Linked DNA regions of Anas platyrhynchos: region 1 is linked to region 2. A link is a contact called in public Hi-C data. All regions are on one chromosome and are shown on one strand. The core of a region is the stretch at or near the end of the contact, and the rest is flanking DNA. Distances in the headings are between cores, read along the strand shown.

Evidence for each region. A called contact is a pair of places that touch in the nucleus more often than the background predicts.
Region 1: a contact with region 2 is called in a Hi-C map of liver, with 2.1 times the contacts expected there. The contact joins two enhancer-like sites. A contact is called at or near these places in 2 of 8 Hi-C or Micro-C datasets (liver and skeletal muscle).

The regions. Positions count from the first base shown.
Region 1 is chr1:145,703,030-145,707,944 of IASCAAS_PekinDuck_T2T, forward strand. All of the region lies in intron 27 of MYO16 (myosin XVI), which reads left to right. Among named protein-coding and RNA genes, the nearest start is that of MYO16, 300 kb to the left of the region's middle. Within about 2 kb of position 1,997, at least 1 of the 8 cell types and tissues checked has an H3K27ac peak or open chromatin away from gene starts, as enhancers often do.
Region 2 is chr1:145,608,576-145,613,424 of IASCAAS_PekinDuck_T2T, forward strand. It overlaps MYO16 (myosin XVI), which reads left to right. Exons shown (of 35, transcript XM_027444352.3): 15 at 1,218-1,335. Among named protein-coding and RNA genes, the nearest start is that of MYO16, 210 kb to the left of the region's middle. Within about 2 kb of position 1,461, at least 1 of the 8 cell types and tissues checked has an H3K27ac peak or open chromatin away from gene starts, as enhancers often do.

The DNA.
Region 1 (4,915 bases), core at 747-3,246, 95 kb after region 2:
ATTTATTTTGTACTTTATTCAGTCTAAATTAAGATATCCTAAATGACCACTTACTGTGCAAGTTTATTCTGATTCAGTGGATTTCACAGCCCAGACCCTCCCTCAAAAGTCTGTACTGAGCTCCATGTAGGGCTGATGCAGGTCACTGTAAAATTATGCCATGGGGATTTTCTAAGTCTTTTTCACTTGTGTTTCTTTGTCCTTAATTTTGCTATTTTATCTCAGTTACATACCATTTAGGTCTCTCTATTTTTCTTTTTCTCCATAGACGTGTTAAAGCGTGCCATCCATGACCCTGTGCCTTTATGTAAGGAATTAAAATGTTGAAGTAAAAAATCAGAATATTTCATCAGCTGAAAAGTTTCTGGGTTCTAGTGGTGTATAAAAGCACTGTCATGAAGCTATCATACCTGGCAGTTTGCTGTAAGATTGCTCTGAGCATGATTGCTTTTCAGGTTTCTTTCTCTCAGCAAATAGCTGTCAGGTTAACCCAGCAAAACTGCTTGCGGTTTTTCCAAAATGACTTTAATTTTATTTTCTCTCTTAATTCTAATTGGTCTGTAGGTCTAGCCATTTAATCCTGCATTGCTTGATATCAATTAAGATATTGTAAAACCTAATACCATGGTATGCAGGCACTCTGAAGTTTTGGTTCGTTGCCACATATACTTATTCATCATTTCAAACCTATTAGGCAAATTGCACTTCATGCATGTATGTTCATGTCCACACCTATGCGGATTATCTCTGTAAGTCTGTATGAAGCAGACTCAGTCCAAAACTGTTGTGTTACATAAAGGTGAAACTTACAGTCCTCTTATCTTGTATTTTCGTACTTCTACCAAATAAGCCCCAAATGCAATCTCTTTTCTCTGCTATAATCTGTTTTTATAAAGGCATCTTTTTATTCATGTCTGTCAAGGGTTTATTCTATCTCAAATTTTGAATACCTGATTTAAGTGTTAATATTTATGCTGTATAACAATATATTTATATTTTATATATTGCACAGAGATTGGCAAAATCTCTTTTCTTTTCTTGGAAACCATAATACTCTATTTCACCTTTTCTAATTATCTGGAATTTCCCTTGTTCCTCATATTTCAAAGATAATTAGGTTATTCCTTAATTAAAAAGAAAAAAAAAAAGATATAACAGGGAACTAGAATGACTATGTATCCTTTATACATGTATACACATAACATTAATCAAAATTCCATCCTATTCTTTTCTGGTGACTGTTTTTACAAAGTTTCTATCACTTGAAACGTTTCCAAATGTCTTACCTTCCCTTGAAAAGGATAGGTTTCTCTCTGCAGTAGATAGATCCTCTAGATATTTCAGCTCTCACTTGATAGATTTTTCAAATACAAGCCATGCCTAACCCACTCTCCCCATCCTCCCCAAATCCAAACAAACAAAACTAAAGATCTTGAGTTATGAGCACATAGTGACAAGTTTTGCAAACAAAGTCCATCTCTTTCACATATTTCACAGACATAATAATACATCAATCTGTTACTGGTTGTCAAAGGAAAAAAAGAAGTTTAGAAAGGAAGAAAAGAGAATTTAGTAAGACAGCGCAACCTGTTTTTACTCCTTTGTGATGACAATTTTTACATTTCTTTTAGCAGAAATACATTATACAGGTTAATTTGGATTGCCTTCTTTTATTCACTACCTTTTGAATAGATCTTACTGAATCATGCCATTTTAACTTGGCAAACAGAATACAGCATAGTAAACAAAAGAAAGAGAAAACGAAACGGCAACATAATGAATTACACTGGCAGGACTGACTATTTTTCTTTGCATAAGCTGTGTTTGGATATTTACCACTTAAAACTACATTACTTAGCACTGCTATGAGGCAGCTGCATGCCAGCCATATGTGATTTTCATTTCTGAAACAACAAGACAAAGACATGGAGAGAAGGAGTTGCTTTCAGGAAAGATTGGAGTTCTGGTATTCAAAGCTATCCTCTTACTGAGGACATTGGACTGCGCTCAGTAGATATCTCTAACTTTGTTCTTTCTTGGCTAAGCGGGAGAAAGCCCCGAGAAATAGAATAGCAAAATCAAACAAAGAGGAGAAAAGAAAAAAAAAAAAAAAAGAGAGAGAGAGGAAAAAAAGGTATTTTTGAGGCATCAGTTCAAGGACACCAATGTGGTTTGTGTAAGCTGTTGATTTGGAGCTGCTTGTTTTTGTGCCCTTTGTACTTGCAATGTTCTTTCCATTAGTGTCTTCTATCATGTTGATGTTCTATTGAAATTGAGTGTGTGGTGTTTATTCCGATGCTTAAAGATTTGCTGTGTATACAGAACTGGGAGTACAGCCCTACCGCCTATTTGTGCACACTCCATGTAAATCAAATAATGTGCTGAGCCTGAGAGTATGACTGTGGGTTACTGTGCCATAACCTGAACTCAGGAATATTCTACCAAAGAAAAAAAATATAAAAAAAGAAGAAAAAAAAGCAGCCTGTTGGATCTTGTCAGTTGTGTACTTAGGGAAGTGAAGGAGAAAATGATCAGATAACACTCATCTTTGAAGACTCAAGAGAACTGAGTTTTCCATATTCACAAACTACCTGAAGGCATTGGCAGTAGTGTCTAGTCCAAACAATCGAAAAATCTTCATGATAAAGAGCAAAACTGAGAAGTGAAAGAAAAGAGGTTAGAGCACAAGTTCTATGACACCAGAGGGTTCCAGCCAGACCATGCTCACAGTGCCAACCTGTCTAGCCAAAAGCTTTCTTCTGTTGTGTTAAACTTACAGGTTGGGAAGAGGACAGTGCTAAGGATGAAGGTGAGGTAAACACACACTGGTTTCCTGTAGAGAGGATGAAGACTGGGAGAGCTCCCTGATGATAATTTGTAACTGGAAGGAGGGTGCAAGTGGTCTTGCATTTCCTAATGCACACTGTTAGTGTTTACATGGTGGCGGAGGAGTATAGAGTCAATTTAATCCTTTAAATCTGCCTGGTTTTTATTTTGTTTTGGATCCATTAGTGAATAAATTGCTCTGGCTAGGCCATGAGATCTTGCTTTTTATCAGCCTCTCTACTTTCCTAGGAAAGGGACTCACTTTGTCTAACGGTACATGTCTATGCTGGAATTGGGAACATACATACCCTATTTTTATACTCAGTGGAAAGAAATGGGGTCATACAGTGCAAAATTTATCTGAACTATTTTAAGGATCAGTGTTACAACAGAGTATATGACACTCAAATAGCATCTTCTATTGACTTTTAAGAAAGTCTACACAACTAATTCATCAATGGAAGTTTAGCTGAAATGTATTTCACCTCATTGAAGTCTTTTTTAGCAAGGTAGCTCACTAGGTTTCTCGGGATCGCCTCTAAAGCCTTACAAATATATTCTGCGTTATTTATGTGGGGAAAATATATGACCTGTCAGTGAGAAGAAGCCTAGTATTTAATTGGGTTGTTCGTTTACCTAAGAGTGAACTAAGGTTACATTGCTAGCAGAATTCTCTGGTAAGGGAAGGTTTTCAAAGACTCTACAGATTGCATTTCCCCAGAAGCAAACCTCAGTGTTTGCACATAACTCAAGTTTATCTGTACAAGCCTACACCATAAATTCAGTATTTTTATTATGATTTTACTATGATACAGTAAATATGATAAATAGTAAGTTCTTTTGTTATTCTTGAGACCATGAAAGTGTTAAATTTAACAGGACATTAAATTATTGTGTCTGTATGGCAACACAAGCTTCCATTCACAGTAGAAAGTATCTGATATGCTAAATATAAATAATTTTGTGTTTTGATAATAATATTGTTTTTTACAAGTTTTTTTGTGTTTTGTTTTATATCTCAGTTTATTATCAATTTTATTTTGCTTTCTTTTTAACAAAATGCTTCCTGAAGGGAATAGCAAGTTTAAAATACAAGAAAAAATCACAAAGCCATAGATTACATGTTTGGTTATACCTCCAGAAGGAAAAACAAAATAAAGAAAATTTAAATGCTTTAATTCATTTAAAATTAGCTATGAAAAAAAGTCAAATAAGCTTATAATTACAACGCCACTTTTGTCCAGGACAAATTTGGGCTGCCACCAACAGATATAGGCTGCTCATCCCTGCTTCTCCATTCCCATTACTACTCTGGTGTCAGTACTGATATTTGTATCAGTATTGTGCTGAAAATCAAATCAACCAGGGAAACATTCTGGCGGAGAAAAATAGCTACAAATTTTATGTAGTTTTTGTCTAAACAGTCATATACAAGATTAAAGTGATTGATCTGAGATGGCAGATGATGATACCAAGTCTAAAAGTAGTTTTTTTGTTTGTTTGTTTGTTTTTGTTTTTTCATTCTAGGTGCATAGATAGCCAACAAATTTGAAAAAGACAGAGAGGAGAAATAAGGAAGTTCTCTTAGGCCCACTCAGCAGATGAGTCAGTCAGTCAGACAAGTAGATACAGAGTGAGAGCCCTCTCAGCCACCCAAAATGCAGGCCTCCAGTCTGGACTTCTCTCAAGTCCATCTGTGGTCAGTAGAGAAGAGCACCTCCAGAGGGCAATCTCTTCTCATTTTAAGAAAAATGTCTAGGATGCATAGAACAAATCACCCAATGGAAAAACCTTATCTTCACAGTCTGTTGTGAGATTTAGGTGGCTAACTCAGACTAGGAGCACAGCTTTTCAGTAGCTAACTTAGGAAGAAGTAGGTTATATTCAAAATAACTTCCTATATTCAAAATGGAATTTTGTGGCAGAATTGGGAAATTAATTTAAATTTCCATAGTTAGCTCTGTCTCTGTTACCACAACCACTAGCCTGTCCTCTTTCTCTAAGATAGAGCTTGTTTTAAGGGGTAGACAGGAATTTTAAACTTTGATTAGACTTCCAGGATAATGTAATGAAATTTCAAAGATTTTTA
Region 2 (4,849 bases), core at 211-2,710:
CCTGGTACAGTTTAAATCCCCACCAGGTCCTCTGGCAACAGTTCAGAGGACAGCACGTACCAGTATGTCCACTCTATTCTGCAAACAAAAAATATATGAATGTGAACCTTTTCATGCCACTTGCCGTAGAGGTTAGAGTTTAGTGTAATAAACTGTTTAGTTTTACAGTATAGAATTAGTCATATATGTCAATGACTCTTAGTCAGTACAGGTAGAAGAGAAACATCACGTATTAAGAAAAATGAGTTGCATGTTGTAACAGTGGGACACTGGGATGGGACACCTGGCTTCAGGTAGAGAATAGAGGTGTAGCAGATCCCACCCAAGGGGAATCAAGCGATGATTCTGATTTAGTTGCCTGTTAAGGTGCTCGAATGAACACAGTGGCCTGGATTTGTGCCTGTTGCAGTCATACATTGCATCGTTGGAAGTTACTAAAGCTGTACTGGTCAAACCGAATGCTGAACTAGCCAAATTTCAGCAAATGCATCTTAAACTGCAATACTACTGTAGTGGAAGCAAAACTAGGCTTACTGGCTTTCTGCTGCCACCTACTGCACAAATAGCTGGTTTAATTAATGGTTCTGAAGCATCTGATTTTCAGAGCTTCTACCTTTGTGATTGGAGCCACATGTTATCTGTACCTCTCCACGGCCCTCTTCCCTCCTGTCTCTTCGCAGCCAGGTTCATCCAGCTCCAGCAAACCACTGTTATATCAGAACGACAGTGTGTTGCAGACACATTGTGGTCAGTTTCTCAGGATACAAGACAGGAAAGTGCTGAAGGGAATTCATTTAGTGTAATAAACTAATTACACACAAAAAGCTAAATGCAGAGAGAAAATGGAAGAAAGAGGGCATATTTCATATTTTTAAATTAAATGTAGTGTTTTGAACATGCTCTTTTTAAAATAATTGCTGTGACCATGAAGATGTCACATGGAAATGCATTAGTCTGAGCCCTTGTCTTACCCCTTCCATTTACAACTCCCACTATTCTATCAGCACTTTTTTCTTTTTTTCCCAAGCTATTTTATTTTAAGTTCTGTACAGAAAATAAAATTTTAAGGAATTTGTTAAATTCCAAGCTAAAAAGTAATTTTTTTTTTTTCTTTTTTTCTCTTCCAGTTACTGGTCTCAAGTCAATCTCACTGATGTTTTTTGAAATATATTCCTGTTTATTTCCTCTCTTACTACTGCTTTACCATTTTCTTGCAGGTAAACTGTGTCTTGGAAGCCTTTGGACATGCTAAGACACCCCTGAATGATTTTTCTAGCTGTTTTATAAAATATTTTGAGCTACAGTTTTGTGAGAAGAAAAAAACATTAATTGCAGGTAAGTGTTATTTAAAACGTGCTGATTTTATTTTGATATTAACCACAGACGATGTCAAGAGGTATGTGCCAAACATACAGCAGCAATGGACTTAAAGTGCTCGAAAGACGCAAGGGAGCTTTATGGAATGTCAGAGGAACATGATTCATAGCATGTAAATTCACAGATCCCTCAGAGTAGTTAGGAGGGAGATTAGGAGGGAGAAAAATGCTCTATGCAACCACCAGGTGGCAGAGAAACACAAGAAAAAAACCTTGACCACGGCTGATGCCTCTTTCATTGCCCAGGAAATCGTATTTCCCTTTATTCCTGAGATTAACAAACTGTGACAGCTGTGTATTGCTTTATTGTCAGAGAAAAGAAACAAAGAGATTACTTTTTGCATTTACAACTAGTATTGTTTTGGGTATTTTAAGTATTGCTTAAACAAATGATAATCTTAGCTGTTTAGGGCAAACAAAAAAACAGGTATTCTCTGTAATACCAAAATAAGAAGTTATTAATTATAGCTTTGAGCTTCCTCTGAAGGAACTAGGAGTCATGCTCGTGTTTCTTCTAATTAGAGGTAAAATAGTGTAAAGTTAGTGACTGCTTTTACTATAAGTGGGAGTCTGCTAATTCCCAGCAACAGTTCATTACTGATGAAAATGGCAAAACTTCAGTGGATTCTGAAAATTCTGATCATCAGAGCCAGTCTGGGAGCACTTTGATTTCTGGTTCGTGTCACCATGCAGCTTCGCCATTCATCCTTCTGAATGGCGAAGCTGCATGGTGACACAATTTGATTCAAGTAACTTAGTTTTCATTAGATGAACATTTCCAAAAGTGCTTCATTTAAATAAATAAATAAATATTAATATGTTTATACTTTCAGAAGATCTTCTGAAAAAAATTATTTGGAATTATTTCATAATGGTAATTAGAATTTATTTTCGCAAGGGTGTTCACTGTACCCTAGCAAATAACAGTGAAAATACTGCTGTGGGAAAAATCAATACCACTTTTTTTTTTTTTTTCTGTTTTGCTTTACAATAAAGACAGGTTATTTGGAAAGAAAATGTAGAATTAAACAGTGGGATTTCTTTTCATTAATCAGCTGTTGCTTGATTAAAATAAAGGACATAAACATCAGAATGGACTAAATAGCATCTGAATTGAGCTTGTAAAAATAATGTTCAATCCCTAAAACTAACATTTTAAAAATCCTATTTATTGTACATATTTTAGTAGAGTCAATGGAGTTACCACTTTGGACTATATTTCTTAAGTGATCTGCTACTAAACAGTTTGTTTTCCTTTCATTGATCCATATGTGGCCTGTGCTATTTTATTCTGCTCTAAAACCAGAACGATAGTTTTTCTATGGATTTTCTATGTTCCGCGTTAACATATTTCAGTGTATGAGCATTTCAGAATAATAACTTGCTTAGTTTTCACAGCACTTCTGACCTAAAATTGTGTCATTCAGTTCCTCAGATGAGGATAACATAGGAGCCTCAAGGTCACATATTCCCAAAATTCTTGGGCATCTTGCTTGAGATTTCAGAGACCTGATTTTTCAAGCAGATTTACCTATACTCGCCAGTTTAATTCACAGCCTTTGTCTGTGAAGGATATAAATGTGGAAGCAGCTAACCAGGCTCTGATGCCAGTTTTCTGGTACACTGATGCTGTGCTTTTATCACTTTGAAACTATAGGTATAAAATGAGAAAAACTGGGGTTGAGTCAAGTCCATTAACAAATATAAATGATTGACTTATCTACCCAGCCATCCTCCAAATATTTAGGGACTGAGTCATTTACTTTTAACAAAACTTAGATAGCCAAAAGTTCCAAAATTTAAAGTCAAGAGTGAGAAGTTCCAGTACAGCGGAAAAAGTTTTGTATATTTTTTGAAGTATGTGTATGTTGCAGTTGTTCATGCTGTTTGATTTGCATTGTAGCTATTACTTTTTCTAGGCCACTGCTAAGTATAACTTTTGAATGAAATTGTCCCTGATTTATACCACCATAAATGAGAAAAGAATCTGGTGCATTGTCTGGTTTGAATCCTACCCAACAATTCTGTGTATCTATTTGAAAGATCATTTGAAGCAGTGTTTACTGTCTTGCACTGTTTAAGCATGAATGAAGAGTGTAAATACGCAGAGCACCTGATTCTGCTGAGATATGACTTTATAACTCATTTAGGCAAACTGGGCTAAATATGTCTGGTTTGTAAACAAAACTTCAAGTGACACTAGGCTGCCTCCAACAAAGGGGTTAGGCTGTGGAAACTCTTTAAAACAGAGAGAGCTTCAAGGGGAGAGATCCAAAACAATGTACTTAGGAAGAGGCATGCAGAGTATATATGTATGTTTTTATTATAGAGGACAAGTTGAAAGTAGCATTCCATGTATTTTAAGTGGAACTGGATGAAGTTATTGACAGTGCTTTGTGTTTTTTTTGTTTTTTTTTTTTTTTTTTGTGCTGAAGTTCTTTCATGCCTAGGCCCTGGAAATGCTCTGTCTGACTTTTGTCACATAAGGCTTATTCTTGTAGCAGGAAGTCCAAAATAGCCATAGAACAGAAATGTTGATCATAGTTTTCATCTACAGGCTGGATTTGGTCTTTATTACAAACTGGTTCATTACCATAAGATTTGAATACAAGGGTATTCTTTTGAGTGTGATTCTACTGTAAGCCAGTACAAACATCTCTAGAAGTTTTATGTTTCTCCTCTGACTCTTGTTTCTCAGTGTTAAGTTGAAATGAGAGTTTTCAGGTGATAAGTGGCTTAGTGGTCAGCTACCTTTCATTGCTTTAGTCTAAACAAGTGGAAAAAGTATAATCCAGATTAAGTCATTGTTCATTGTGACTGAATAAGGTAAGGCAGTGGGAACTAGTAAAAAGTGCATAAATATATCAGAACAAAATCAGAATAACCTACAGACCAGTAGTTAAATTAAGTTTTTTAAAGAAACTCATACATAGCAGAACTCAAAGACTGACCTTCTGCCAAAAAAAAACACAATCCTTTGCAGATGATGCTTCATATCAACAGCCTAGTAGTGACAGTCTGATTATATAACTATTTCTAAAATTAAAATTAATGCATTTTGTTTTTATTTAGAAAGAATGAGGATAAATGATATTTCATGTAAGTTGACACAAGTTCTGAGATGAAAGGCAAGGCTTTTGTCAGTTTCCTCAGGCATCTAAATAAGGTTAGGAAAAGAAAATCAAGCCCGAGAAACTTGTTCTCCAATTTTTCCAACCTTGCTTTTCTTAGTCCTCACATTTTGAAAAGCAAAGTGATGTGTTTTTTGTTGATGGTGGTTTTTAAGTTGCACTAAAATGGAAGGATGTAACTTGAGTTGCAAAAAGAAGCAGAATGTATATTTGGCCTGCCTATGTTACAAACTATTTTGCTCACTTAAAAAAAAAAAAAAAGTTTCAGACTTTAATTTCCTTTTGAATTTAAGAAAGATTGCAGCCAACTAAGGTCTCAGGTGTGTTTCTGCAACGTATTTC